Linked DNA regions of Mus musculus: region 2 is linked to region 1. The links are chromatin contacts, called in public promoter capture Hi-C maps. All regions are on one chromosome and are shown on one strand. Each heading gives the region's core, a stretch centred on a gene start, on an enhancer-like site or on the middle of the called end of the contact. The rest is flanking DNA. Distances are from core to core; before and after follow the strand shown. Region 1 holds the start of Sdk1 (sidekick cell adhesion molecule 1). Region 2 has its middle 23 kb from the start of Gm30998.

Evidence for each region. Promoter capture Hi-C pulls out the DNA fragments that hold promoters and counts their contacts.
Region 2: a promoter capture Hi-C map of hippocampal neurons shows a contact between it and region 1, with 13 times the contacts expected there. The contact joins the enhancer-like site here to the promoter of Sdk1 in region 1. A contact is called at or near these places in 7 of 39 promoter capture datasets (the 3T3-L1 cell line, cranial neural crest, embryonic stem cells and 4 more), 2 of 484 Hi-C or Micro-C datasets (muscle stem cells and nephron progenitors), 2 of 115 datasets of contacts at active chromatin or transcription factors (embryonic forebrain and forebrain) and 3 of 9 other capture datasets (embryonic stem cells, liver and macrophages).

Annotation. Positions count from the first base shown.
Region 1 is chr5:141,238,580-141,244,442 of GRCm38.p6, reverse strand. It overlaps Sdk1 (sidekick cell adhesion molecule 1), which reads right to left and starts at 2,909. Exons shown (of 45, transcript NM_177879.5): 1 at 2,351-2,909. The coding sequence starts at 2,594.
Region 2 is chr5:142,337,286-142,343,148 of GRCm38.p6, reverse strand. No RefSeq gene overlaps it. Among named protein-coding and RNA genes, the nearest start is that of Gm30998, 23 kb to the left of the region's middle. Within about 2 kb of position 2,693, at least 38 of the 459 cell types and tissues checked have an H3K27ac peak or open chromatin away from gene starts, as enhancers often do. A contact at or near this core is called in hippocampal neurons, where this site is marked.

The DNA of each region.
Region 1 (5,863 bases), core at 1,660-4,159:
TATGAATATTAAGTTATGAGGTACTTGTTAAGCTATCTCATTGGAATTTCCAAGACAGACTTGTAAGTACTACACTTAAATCATTGGATTTTTTTTAAACCACACATAACTCATCGGCACATATAACACAAAACACAACTATTCATAATTTAAGTGTAATTTTCCTGTTTCCTGCAATCTCCAAATGCCCACTGCCTTACTGTGGTAAGATTCCAGGATACGAGCAATGAACTTGGAAGCTAATTTTTCTAAACTACCAAATGCAATCCAGGTTCACTAATCTGTTTTAAAGACTCCATCAAAAGTCATGTTAACAGGATTATGCCTGGTTTTTATGTTTTTAGACCAGCAACCTCCCTGGGCTGACTAGCACATGCGTGCTTCGGGTTTAAGCAGGGAAAATCTAGATTTAGGAGGGAAAGCTCTTTCGGGAGAGATTCCGTCTCCATTTGTAAAAGGTCACCCTGAATCGGAGGATCCTCTTTCCTTCTTTTAGAGAACACCTCCGTGTTCCAAACAGAAGCGAAAGGAGGGAAAAAACAAAGCCCGGAGGCAAAGCTGCGGGCTCTCAAAGTTTTGCTCCACCGAGTACAAGGCACCCACTTGGGGTGAAGCATCAGTACTGGGCGCAGGGGGCAGCCCCGGGGAGAGGGAGGGAAAGGGCTGCTGGTGGTGACTGGCACTTGATATTTGAAGTCCGCCGCGGATGTCACTCATCGTTAACAAGACTCTGCGGTGCAGACTCAGATAGGAATCAGCTCATGTTTAATCAGTGCAATAGGACGCGCTGGGCGTTCTTTGAAGCCACAGTGGCTTACGGCTCAACTTTAAAGGTTTTTCCAGTGCTCCGATAAAATTTTAAAAAAGAAGAAAGAAAAAAAAAAGCAAGAAAAGAAAAGAAAAATGCAACACACAACACACAAGGCGCTTTCTCCAGCTTCTCAGCTACTCGGTATCTGCGCGCTCCGATTGCAACGCGGATTAGAAACACACCGCATTAACCCCTTAACTGCCTCCAGACCTAGCGACCCGCAGTCCTGGCCAGGTGATTCAGAGAGTAGGGAGCCCTAAATGCTCGCCAAGTTCCAAGCACTGCGCCGAGGAGCACCCACAACCCCGAGGTGACTCCATGCCACAACCACAAAGTCTACCTCAGGGAATCCACCCCAGGTGGCGCGCACCCCAAGAGTCCACCCCAAAGATGCTCATTCAATACAGCACTCATCTATAGAATCCATCCAAAGTGTGAGCACCCAGGGATCCGCTCAGGGTTGTCTACTCCAATACTATCTATCCATCCCCAATGTACACCCCAAAGATATCTATCCCTAGCCCACTCAAAGCTGAATATACCCCCACAGGAGTGTCAACCTTAAAATCCACCATGTGTATTCATATAATCTAGGAAATGATCACTCAGTCTATCCCAGGAGTGTGAATTCTAAAATTTCATGCTCCCAAGGCCTAGCCCAGATGTGTCCATCTCTAAAGTCCACCCCAGGGATGTTCAATCCTAATACAGTCTATCCCAGGTGATGCCCACTCCAAGACTCCAGTGTGCACCTCCACAGCCCAGCCAAGGGGTATGCATCCATAGTTCACCCCAGAGGTGTCACCCCAAGACTGTGTAACTCTCTATAGCTCAGCCCTGAGGTATCTACCTGCAAAGTCACCTCAGTGATGTCCACCCCTAATATAGTTCACCCCAAAGGTGTCACCCCAAGACTTTGCAGCCCTGAAACTCAGTCCAAAGGTATCCACTCATAACATAGCCCATCCCAGATGGTGCCCACAAAGTATACCACAGGGTGTCACCCCTCAAGCTCAGCTCATAGGTGTCCACTTGCAAAGTCACCTCAGAGATGTCCAGTCATAATGCATACCAAGTGGTGCCCACAAAATTCACCCAAAGGTGTCACCCAAGATTGTGTACCCCTAAACCTCAGCCCAGAAGTATATTACTTGCAAAGTCACCTCAGGGGTTTCCACTCATATAGTACATCCCAAAGGTGTGACCCTAAGACTACACAGCCCTGAAACTCAGCCCAGATATACCCACTCACAACATAGTCTATCCCAGGTAGCACCCACAAAGTACACTGCGGGTTGTCACCCCAAGATTGTGCACCCCTGAAGCCCAGCCCATAGGTGTCCACTTGCAAAGTCACCTCAGAGATGTCCACTCATAATACAGACCAGGTGGAGCCCACAAAGTCCACCCCTGGGGTGTCACCTCTGGCGGCGCGCGCTTCAGGAGTCCACCCCGGGACTGCGCACCCCTAAAGCCCACCCCGGGAGGCACCCACAAAGTCCACCTCGGGGGTGTCTCGGCGGTCAGGCCCGCACCTACCTTGCGCCAGCGCCCGCAGCAAGTGCAGCTGGAGCAACAGCAGCGCCCACCACCCGCGGCCCGGCCTCAACTTTGCCGCCCGCCGGCCCGCGCCCGGCCCGGGGGTCCTGGGCGCTGCGCGCAGCCCTGGGCACTCGGGGTCGCAGTGGTGACCGGTCCGGCTCCTCCGCGGCCGCCCGGGCCCCGCTCGCTCAGGGGGCGCCGCGACTCCGCCGCCCGCCACCGAGGGCCGGGCGCGGGCCATGCCGCGGAGCCGCCACCCCCGGGCGCCGCGGGACGGGCAGGGCGGGCGGGAGCGCGCAGACCCGCTGAGGCAGCGGCGAGCGCCGAGGGGCGGCGTCCGGGCTCCGATGAGCAGCGAGCCGGGTCGAGGAGAAGTTGTCAGCGAGCGAGGAAATGCCCAGCACGTCGCCCCCGCTCCTCGCAGCCGCACAGCGCCGGCCCCGCAGCGCTCTGTGAGGGGAGCTGAGCAGAACGCCTCTGCCGCCGCCTCTGCCGCCGCCGCCCCCGCCCGGCGCTGAGGAGAAAGTGCGCCCGCCCGCGCGCCGGCTCTCGCCTCGGCCGCCGCGACCGCCGCGCCCCATTCACAGCCCGGCCGCACGCGCCGCCCGCGCCCGCCACCCGCATCTGATTGGCCGAGCCCGGCGGCTCTCGCGCCTGGGACCCGCCCCCACGGCGCTCGCTTGTTTTCAAACTCGCCGCGCCCGCCCGCTTGCAATTTCGTGCCCGGGCCCAGAGCGACTTCCCGCGCCCGCTGCGCCCCCTAGGGACCCGCGGCGGGGATTGCAGCCGGCGCGCCGTCTCGGCACGCGCTTCCCCGGCGGGCTTGTCTGCGGGGCGTGCTCAGGCGGGGCGGTGCCTGCTCCCTTGCCGGGAGACCCCAGGGGCTGAGCTGCACGTCCCGCGGGTGGGACGACACCAGGTGTGGCGGCCCCCTGGCACCGCAGTCCCTACTGAGCCCGAGGGACTAGGGATCGGAGGGCCAGTGGGCACGCCCCTCCATGCGTCCCGGGAGCCTTCCTGCTTCCAGCCAGGGACTCTGATGCTGGGGTGGTTCCGAGCCAAGTTGCTGTCATTGCAAAGGAGAAAGGCGCGCGATCGAGTTTTCAATTCCCAGCAATCAGAAGCACCGTGGGGCGCAAAGACGCAACCTATTCTGAGGAGTGGACATGGCTTTGGAAGAAGTGTCCAAGGTCATGCGTGGCCAGCAGGACCACAGTACAGGGTACTTCCCGCTGTGCGTGGGAGGATTTGGAGGAAGGACCTGCAGCGTCAAGGATCGGACATCCCAGGGCCTGGGGAGTCTGCAGGGGTGGAGAGGTCGGGATGGGCGCGGACCCTCAGCAGCATGTGGTAACCATTAGCTGAGTTTATAGGGTGAACTAAGCACGCTGGAGCCTAGAGGCTGGGACTTTTGTGAGAGGGAAACTGGAGAGAGAGGCGGGTAACAGTCCAGTCTTGCGTTTTTAGGAGTTATCGGAGAGCTTGTGATGGAGTTTGAGTGAGGTCATATATGACTAGAAGGCCAAAGAGACAGCGAGTGTGCCCTGCCAGGGGCTGGCTCCCTAGGAAGTGTGTTGTGTCAGCTTACAAGTACTTGTGATTGATGATTGTCCCTGCTAACAAAAAGCCCCAGGCAAGGGGCTGAGACTCGTGAGTTAGCGCTAATTCCTGTTTGCAGAGTCCCTGTACTGAGCTGCCTCTTGACACATCTGCCTGTGTTAACAGTTAAGGAAAAGTGGGGAAACTGACGCCCAGATAAAATTGGTGGGTTATGAGCTCTATCTGAAGACCCAGTCTCTGCCTTTTGCCCTTTCCTACACATGCTATGAAAAAGCAAAGGAATAAAAACTGCATCTAAAATATTCACTGTTCTCTGGGGCGGGGGAGGGGGGGTGCGGGGGGAGGCAGGGCTTCTAAATGGGCAATGGTTGCTAGGTAAAAGAAGTGTCCCCTCAGCGATGGCACCCCGAGAACAAGTGGATTCTGGCAGGAGTGGAGGAAGGTGGTATTTGTAAATTTCTGTTGCCAACTATGTGGATTTCTACAAGCTTACAGGCTTATGTAAATGCCAAGAGAACGATAAATGAGCAATGTCTGCTGTGCTAGGGGGTGGGGCACGACGCGGGGACACTGGACTCTGGGAGGGTCCAGGCAGCATCACCTCCCCCACCAAACTGCTGTCACTGGTGTTTACAAACGTGAAGTGACCTCTAAGGTCAAGGGTGCAAATCTTGCCCTCTCCTCCTTTAAGCACCCCTGCCTTGCTCAGAGATGGAGGGTGGAGTGGGGGCAGGGGCAGGGCGAGGTTGAGTATGTACCTGCGAAGCAGTTTTATCTGACCTGGTGGGCTAGCGCTGCTCTTCCAAGTTGTGAAATTTGGGCAAACTGCTGATTAAGTTTCTGGAAAAAAAGTTGGGACTAACTCCCATCTCACAAGTCTGTTGCAAGAAAATGACCTAATCCGCACTCAGTAAGAGCTCATCGCTCTCCCTGGCCTTCTCCCTTCCCCTGGTCCCCTGTGGCAGTGCTTGTCAAGAAACACCCTTGCTCCACCAGTTTCCTGTAGCTCAGCTTTCCCTATTACCTATAATATCTATCTTTATACCCTTATGACAAGGGCACCAATGGGACTTAAGCAGCTTCTTGACTTCTGCATACTCCAGAAATGTCCACAGCTTTTTTTTTTCCTGTGATTTAGCTTGCAGTTAGCAGAAAGCTTCATGCAAACTTGCTTGCAAATGAGAAAAGGAAGTCAGGGTATGGTCGGTTTATGGGAGATCAAGATAGAAGGCATTGCTGCTACAGAGAAGGTCTGGGGACCCCTCAGGGAAATGTTCTATTCCAGTATCATCCTGGGAAAGTAAGGCTCTATTACAGCCTCCATCCTATAGTGGAAGAAATGAAGCCAGAAGGGTTTAATACAAGCAAACCAGCTGTGCTGAAGTCAGAGCAAGAATCTGGCTCTCCAGAGTCCTCCTCTAAGTCTTTTCCCTGCCAGCCTGTATGCCTTTTACAGGACCCATTAGTCACTATCTGGAAGTGTGCTTGGATGATAAGTAGTCTTGCCCCCACCCCACCCCAGTAATAACAATACAGAGAGAAGCCAGGTATGGTAGTACAGACCTATAATCCCAACACTTGGGAGATTGAGCAAGAAGATCACAAGAGGCTAGGGAGGTGTCTCAGTGGGGAAGAGAGCATGCGACATAATCATGAGGACATGAGTTTGAATCCCCAACACCAAAGTTACAAGCCAGATGTGACCATAAACAGCTATAACCTCAGTGTTGTGGAGACTAGACACAGGGATGGCTGAGGTGTGCTGGCTACCAGCCTGGTTCCAAGGCTCATCATCCAGACCACACGCTTTGTAAAAATTAAAATAATAATACAAAAGGACTTGTTCCTAGTGCTGGGGAGAGGAACTAGTCAAGCAGACTTGTAACAGTTCTCCCAGAACACCAATTAACCTTTCACCTTAATTTTACCAGGCTCAACAACCCCTCAAGA
Region 2 (5,863 bases), core at 1,444-3,943, 1.1 Mb before region 1:
GGCTGCTTCATGCTGACATTGGGGTGGCGTGTCTCTGGGGAGCCCTGAGGAATTGGGTATGGGGGATGTTTGTCCAGTTTTAGGAGAGTTAGCTGCTTCCTTGCTGTCCAGGGTCTGTGGAGCCATCTGGGGATTGGTCAGAAGAACAGGTCCAGGACGAAGCGTTTGTCTGTGTCTGAGAGGGGGGTTGGAGCATTTGACAGTTGCTTCTCTGGAACTCTCCTGGATATAGTAAGCGCCTGCAGTTGACAAGATATTGGAACACATTATTATAGGTAGAGAATAAGATTAAGTATGTTTGGGAAAAAGAAAAAAAATTTTTAAGATGTACATTTGAAACCCATAGGAATCCCACCCTTTGGAATAGGTAGCAAGTGGGAACTTTGGGCAGATATACTTACCTAGATGAAGCCTATTTGGTCCATGAGAGGTAGATCTGAGTGGGTTTCCTGTAGCTTATAAGTTTATAAAAGAGATAACACCATGAGTTAGCAACATGAGCAGTCTTTAAGATGAGCCTTTTGTGGAGCAGAAGGAACAAGATTAAAAAGTTGGACTGTGTAGTGGAATGTTTTATTAGCGTTACGCAAGTTTATATGAACTCGGATAGTGATAGGACAGTGGCATAGCAAGAAGAGGAAATATGAAGCATTTGATGAATGGAAACTGAGTTTAGTAAAGAGATAACAGCTTACATCTGTGAAAGTTTTTTTCTAGCTGCTGTCTTAGCTGTCAATGTAGTTAGAAGTCTGGGGAATAAACAATAATTTAGCAGTTACATAATTTAAAAAATGACAAGAGTCCACTAGCCAACAGTTCTCTCTGGTCTCCGTGGTCTCTATGGCAACTTGGGCTGTCATTCTGGCTTTCAAGTGCAGAAGACACAGGGCTTTTTCTCTGTGGAATGGATGCGTGTGACATGAGAAATGGCTTACCCTGGTTTATCTAAGCCATCTGACTCAGGGTATCCGGTTTTGTCCACTGTGTATTTCAGTGATTATCATATCACAATCCAGGCAGCATCCTGTAGCTGTGTCCATATCTTCTGAGACCTCATGGGAGAAACTGTTAGAGGTTTTTGGGAATTCTGTGTGTCATAAACTTAAAAAACTTCTGACAGGATTGAGTGCAATATAGATTGGTTATAACTGAATAGAATTTAATAGCAGTAGTAAAACTCTATCAGGATAGGAAAGAGAATCTTAGGTAACTTTAACAGGTTGTGTAAGCCGTGGGAATAGCTAAACTGTAGAACCAGAAATTGGCTGATGTGCACGGCTGGAGTCCCACAGGTCGTGGCCCCTGGGGCCAGTGGGCTGAAGCAGAACCGTGCTAAGGGCTGGTCAGCGGTGGCTGAGGCAAAGGACCCCGTCGGGCAAGCCGTGTTTCATATCCTAGCAATGCGCTTGTGGGCACATGGCACCCAAGTCTCGGATAGAGAGAGGGAAGGGAGGGAGGAAGGGGCTCCCTCGCATGCAAGTCACAGCATCAATGTTGTGATCATAAAAAGAGAAAGCGCTATAAGAATATGTTCTATCTGGGTGTAGGGGAAGGGGGTGCCTCGGCGGGCCCATGCCAAGGCACCCTTTCCCTCTGAGAGACCAGCCACACGACAGTATAATATAGAATAGAGTTTATTTAGGGCATGGGGAGGGGAGTTAAGAGAGTATCAGAGGCAGAGAAAGGCAGAGTGAAGGAGAGAGTAGAGAAATAGAGGTTGGCCATGACCTCATGGAGAGAGGGGGGAAGGGAATGGGGAGAGAGAGGGCCAGCGGGAAGCAAAAGAGGCAATAGAGGCAAGAGAAGAAGAGCTAGAGGAAGGGCCAAGCAGTCCCCTTTATAGTGGGCCAGGCCTACCCGGCTGCTGCCAGGAACTGTGGGGGTGGAGTTTTGACAGAATACCAACAGTGTGGTTGGGCCAATCTGTTCAGAATTTAGGATGGGGCTGTCTCCTGTCTGGAGCCATCATTTGGAACCCAGCAGACACCAGCAGCCTTGATGCACATGCCTGGCCCCTTAAAGCTATCCCCTGGCTGAGGTGTCTCCACTCCTCTGGTGTTCCAGCCATGGCAGAGAGGCGTCCTGGCCTGCACTCTTGGCAGAGTAGGTTCAGTCTTGCCCTGACTTGGAGGGCTTAACCAGGATCTTCCAGGCTCTCCAGGCCTGCCTGAAGACCTTGCAGGGACGTGGGGAGGGTCAAATGAGCTATTCGTGAGAAAGTGCTTAGGAGGGATTAGATGCTGTGTAAACATTCTCTCTCTCTTGCTCTGTGCATATGTGTGTGCATACCAGTCCACGTGTGTGTGTGTGTGTGTGTGTGTGTGTGTGTGTGTGTAGACGAGTGGACAATTCTGAGTGCCAATCTTCAGGAACCACCTACTACTTTTTGAGGCAGGATCTCTTTCCAGCATGGAGTTTACAAGTGCCTCAGGCCAGTGAGCACCAGGGGGCTTCCTGCCTCCGCCTCCCCTGCTCCACTCTGCCAGCCTGAGCCAAGAGCTTTATTGACTGAGATTCCCAGCTCTGTAAACACAGAGTTTTGTGATTATATGGGTGGGAGGCAGTGGGGGAAGGCTCCGGGGAAGGGGGAGGCATGGGCGTGGCAGGGAGAGGTGCGGTTCTGGGGAGGGGTAGTGCTGTTGGGAAGGTGCGTCATTTTTATATCTGGAGAAGAGGCCCAGGGTCAAATGCTTGTCTCTTCCTGGCTCCCAACTCCTCCGCTGGCTTTGCAGGGACTGGCTGGTTGAGGGAGTGGCATAGCTTTGACATTTTGGCTCTGGGCTGTTTGTACGGGAGCCAGCCGGGAATTGAAGACATCTGCCAACTAGATGAAATAAAAGCTTTACTTAAGCCCCAGGAAGGTGATGTTTGTATTCCGTGGGAGTAGATGTTTGGTGAGAATGAGAAATTTTCCTTTCAAGAAAATAAAGATGGGGGGCTGGCGAGATGGCTCAGCGGGTAAGAGCATTGACTGCTCTTCCGAAGGTCCTGAGTTCAAATCCCAGTAACCACATGGTGGATCACAACCACCTATAATGAGATCTGACTCCCTCTTCTGGTGTGTCTGAAGTCAGGTACAGTGTTCTTATGTATAACAATAAATAAATCTTTGTGCCTGAGCAAGTAGGGACTAAGCAAGCAGTATTGACCAGAGCGAGCAGGGTTGACCTGGACTGACCAGAGCAAGTGGGCGACCGGAGTGAGCAGAGGTCCTAAAATTCAATTCCCAACAGCCACATGAAGGCTCACAACCAGCTACAGTGTACTTATATACATAAAATGAATGAATGAATGAATGAATTAAAAAAAAAATAAGAATAGTCAGATGAGATGACTCAGCCAGCAAAGGCACCAAACAGCAAGTCCGAGGGCCCGAGTTCGAGTCACATGGTGGAAGGGTGGAACTGACTCTCCTGAAAGTGGTCCTCTGATCTCCCAACTAAAACCTTGGCACACGTTTGTCCATGTGTGTCACACACTGAGTAAATTTTAAATATGTAATAAGTGGTTGGAGGGCTGGCTCAGTGGTTAAGGCCTGGGTTAGATTCCAGAGGGCCTGAGTTCCCAGCACCCACATGGTACCTCACAGCAGTCTGTAACTCTGTTCTAAGGGATTCAACACACACACACAAACAAACACACACCACACTGTTTACACACCTGCCATGGTACATGCGTGGAGGCTGGAGGACAATTATGGGAGTGAGTTCTTTCCTTCCACCATGTGTTTCCTTGGGATAGAACTCAGGCCATCCAGAGAGAGAAGTGAGAGGGAAGTTCCAGAGATCAATTCAAAAGGATGAAGGGCATGCGTGTGTGTATGCATGTGTGGTGTGTGTGTGTATATGCATGTGTATATGGTGTGTGTGTATGCATGTGTGGTGTGTGTGTGTGTATGCATGTGTGGTGTATGTGTGTGTATATGCATGTGTAGTGTGTGTGTATGCATGTGTATATGGTATATATGTATGCATGTGTGGTGTATGTGTGTGTGTATATGCATGTGTAGGGTGTGTGTGTGTGTGTAGTGTGTGTGTATGCATGTGTATATGGTGTGTATGTATGCATGTGTGGTGTATGTATGTGTGTATATGCATGTGTAGTGTGTGTGTGTGTGTATTTGTGTGTACTTTAAAGCAAGGGAACAGCCTATGCAAAGGCCCAGAGACTCCAGGGGATTTGGGGAGAAGGGGTAGTTGGTGGAGAATCAGTATCAGGCTGTGAGATTGTTGCTGGGGACCTTGGGAACCTCTGATTGCTCCACCTTCATCCCTTCTTAGGCTCAAATTCATCATCTCAACACTTCTATTATGTTTTTAAAAAGTCCTGTGGCAGGACTTGTTGCTCTTACAGAGGACCAGGCCACCTTTTTTGGCCCTGAAACGGTGGCTCATAACCATCTCTAACTGTGGTTCCAGGGAATCCAATCGTCTTTGGACCTCCAGAGGCATCAAGCACACACGACGGTACACACACAGATATACGTGTAGGCAAAGTACACACACCACACACAAACACACGCACACACAAATATGCACACTCAAAATCTAAAAGCTCTTTTAAAGTTTTTTTTCATGAATATGCAAATTTGCTTGTCTTCAATAATGACAAAATGGCATGTACAACAACCGGTTGCTTAAAATAACCTATTATCAGTAAATATTGGCAAAATGTATGACAAGCAGAAAATGCTCAGAAGCCCCGACATCGAACACATTATCCTTCTATTGCTTTTGGCAGGGAGGTGGAGCTCTCTATTCTCAAACAGGGTGTCGGACTTCCCACTTCAACAGCCGGTGTCACTGGCCAATAAAATCCAGGAAGAGGTGGCCTGGATCTGCACTTAAGTAGCAGTCAGAAAGATGGGCAGGACTTGCCCCCTGGCATCATGCCAACTGTATCTGTCCAGCGACTGCTACCATAATTGTGAGAAACAAGTCAACCAGCACTCAGTAGCCCCTGCACTCAGCCTTGCCACACGGCCGGCCGGGATGATACCCTGTAGTTCCGGTCTGTGAGGAGCTGTCTCCAGCCCCTGCCTCTTGGCTGTGAAAGTATGGTGTAATCGGTCTTCAAGATCCGTTTCTGAAAGACTGGGGCTGTAGCTGTGTTGGAAAGGCCTTTACCTTGCCCTTGCAAGAGGCTCTGGGCTTGGATCCCAGCCTTGTGCTATGCAGGCATGGTGGTGCACATTCAGGTACAGTGAGAGTGATGGCTAAGGTCTATAGCAACGGGCATAGGGCTGTCTGCTGGAGCTGTGCAATAGCATCCTGCTGCCACTGTCTGCACACCGCACTTAAGACTCCAAAGGGAGGGTTTTATCCTTTTTAATTTTTAAATTTTTTTTTTATTTGTTTGCTGAGCACTGCTGTGGTCAGCCCAAATAAGACCTTGTTTTAAAAGGAGGACCAACGCTGGTCAAATAGACGGAACACAAGCACACCCACGCAGAACCTGCTGGAAGAAGGCCAAGGCTATCCTATCCCGGGAGCTGGAGTTACAGGTGGTTGTGAGCCACCTGATGTGGGTGCTGGGAACTGTGCCAAGGTTCTCCAAGAGAGAAGTAAACTCGTTTAACCACTGAGCCGTCTCTCCAGGTGCCTTTGTCAATGACACAATGACTCTCCTTAAGTTGCATCTAGGAGTATGGATGAGGGGTTGTTTGCAGGCCTGTGATGGGTAATTGACCAGTGTTAATACTGAAGAAGCCTTCTCCAGCAACTTTTAGCTACCTATAAATCCTCAGAAGTGCGGATTCCCACGAGACCCTCCCCCTTTCAACTGTAGTCCCTCTTCCTTCAGGTGGGTGCTGATGGGCTTGATCTTGTACAGGTGGTTGTAACCTCTGAACACTGAATGGATT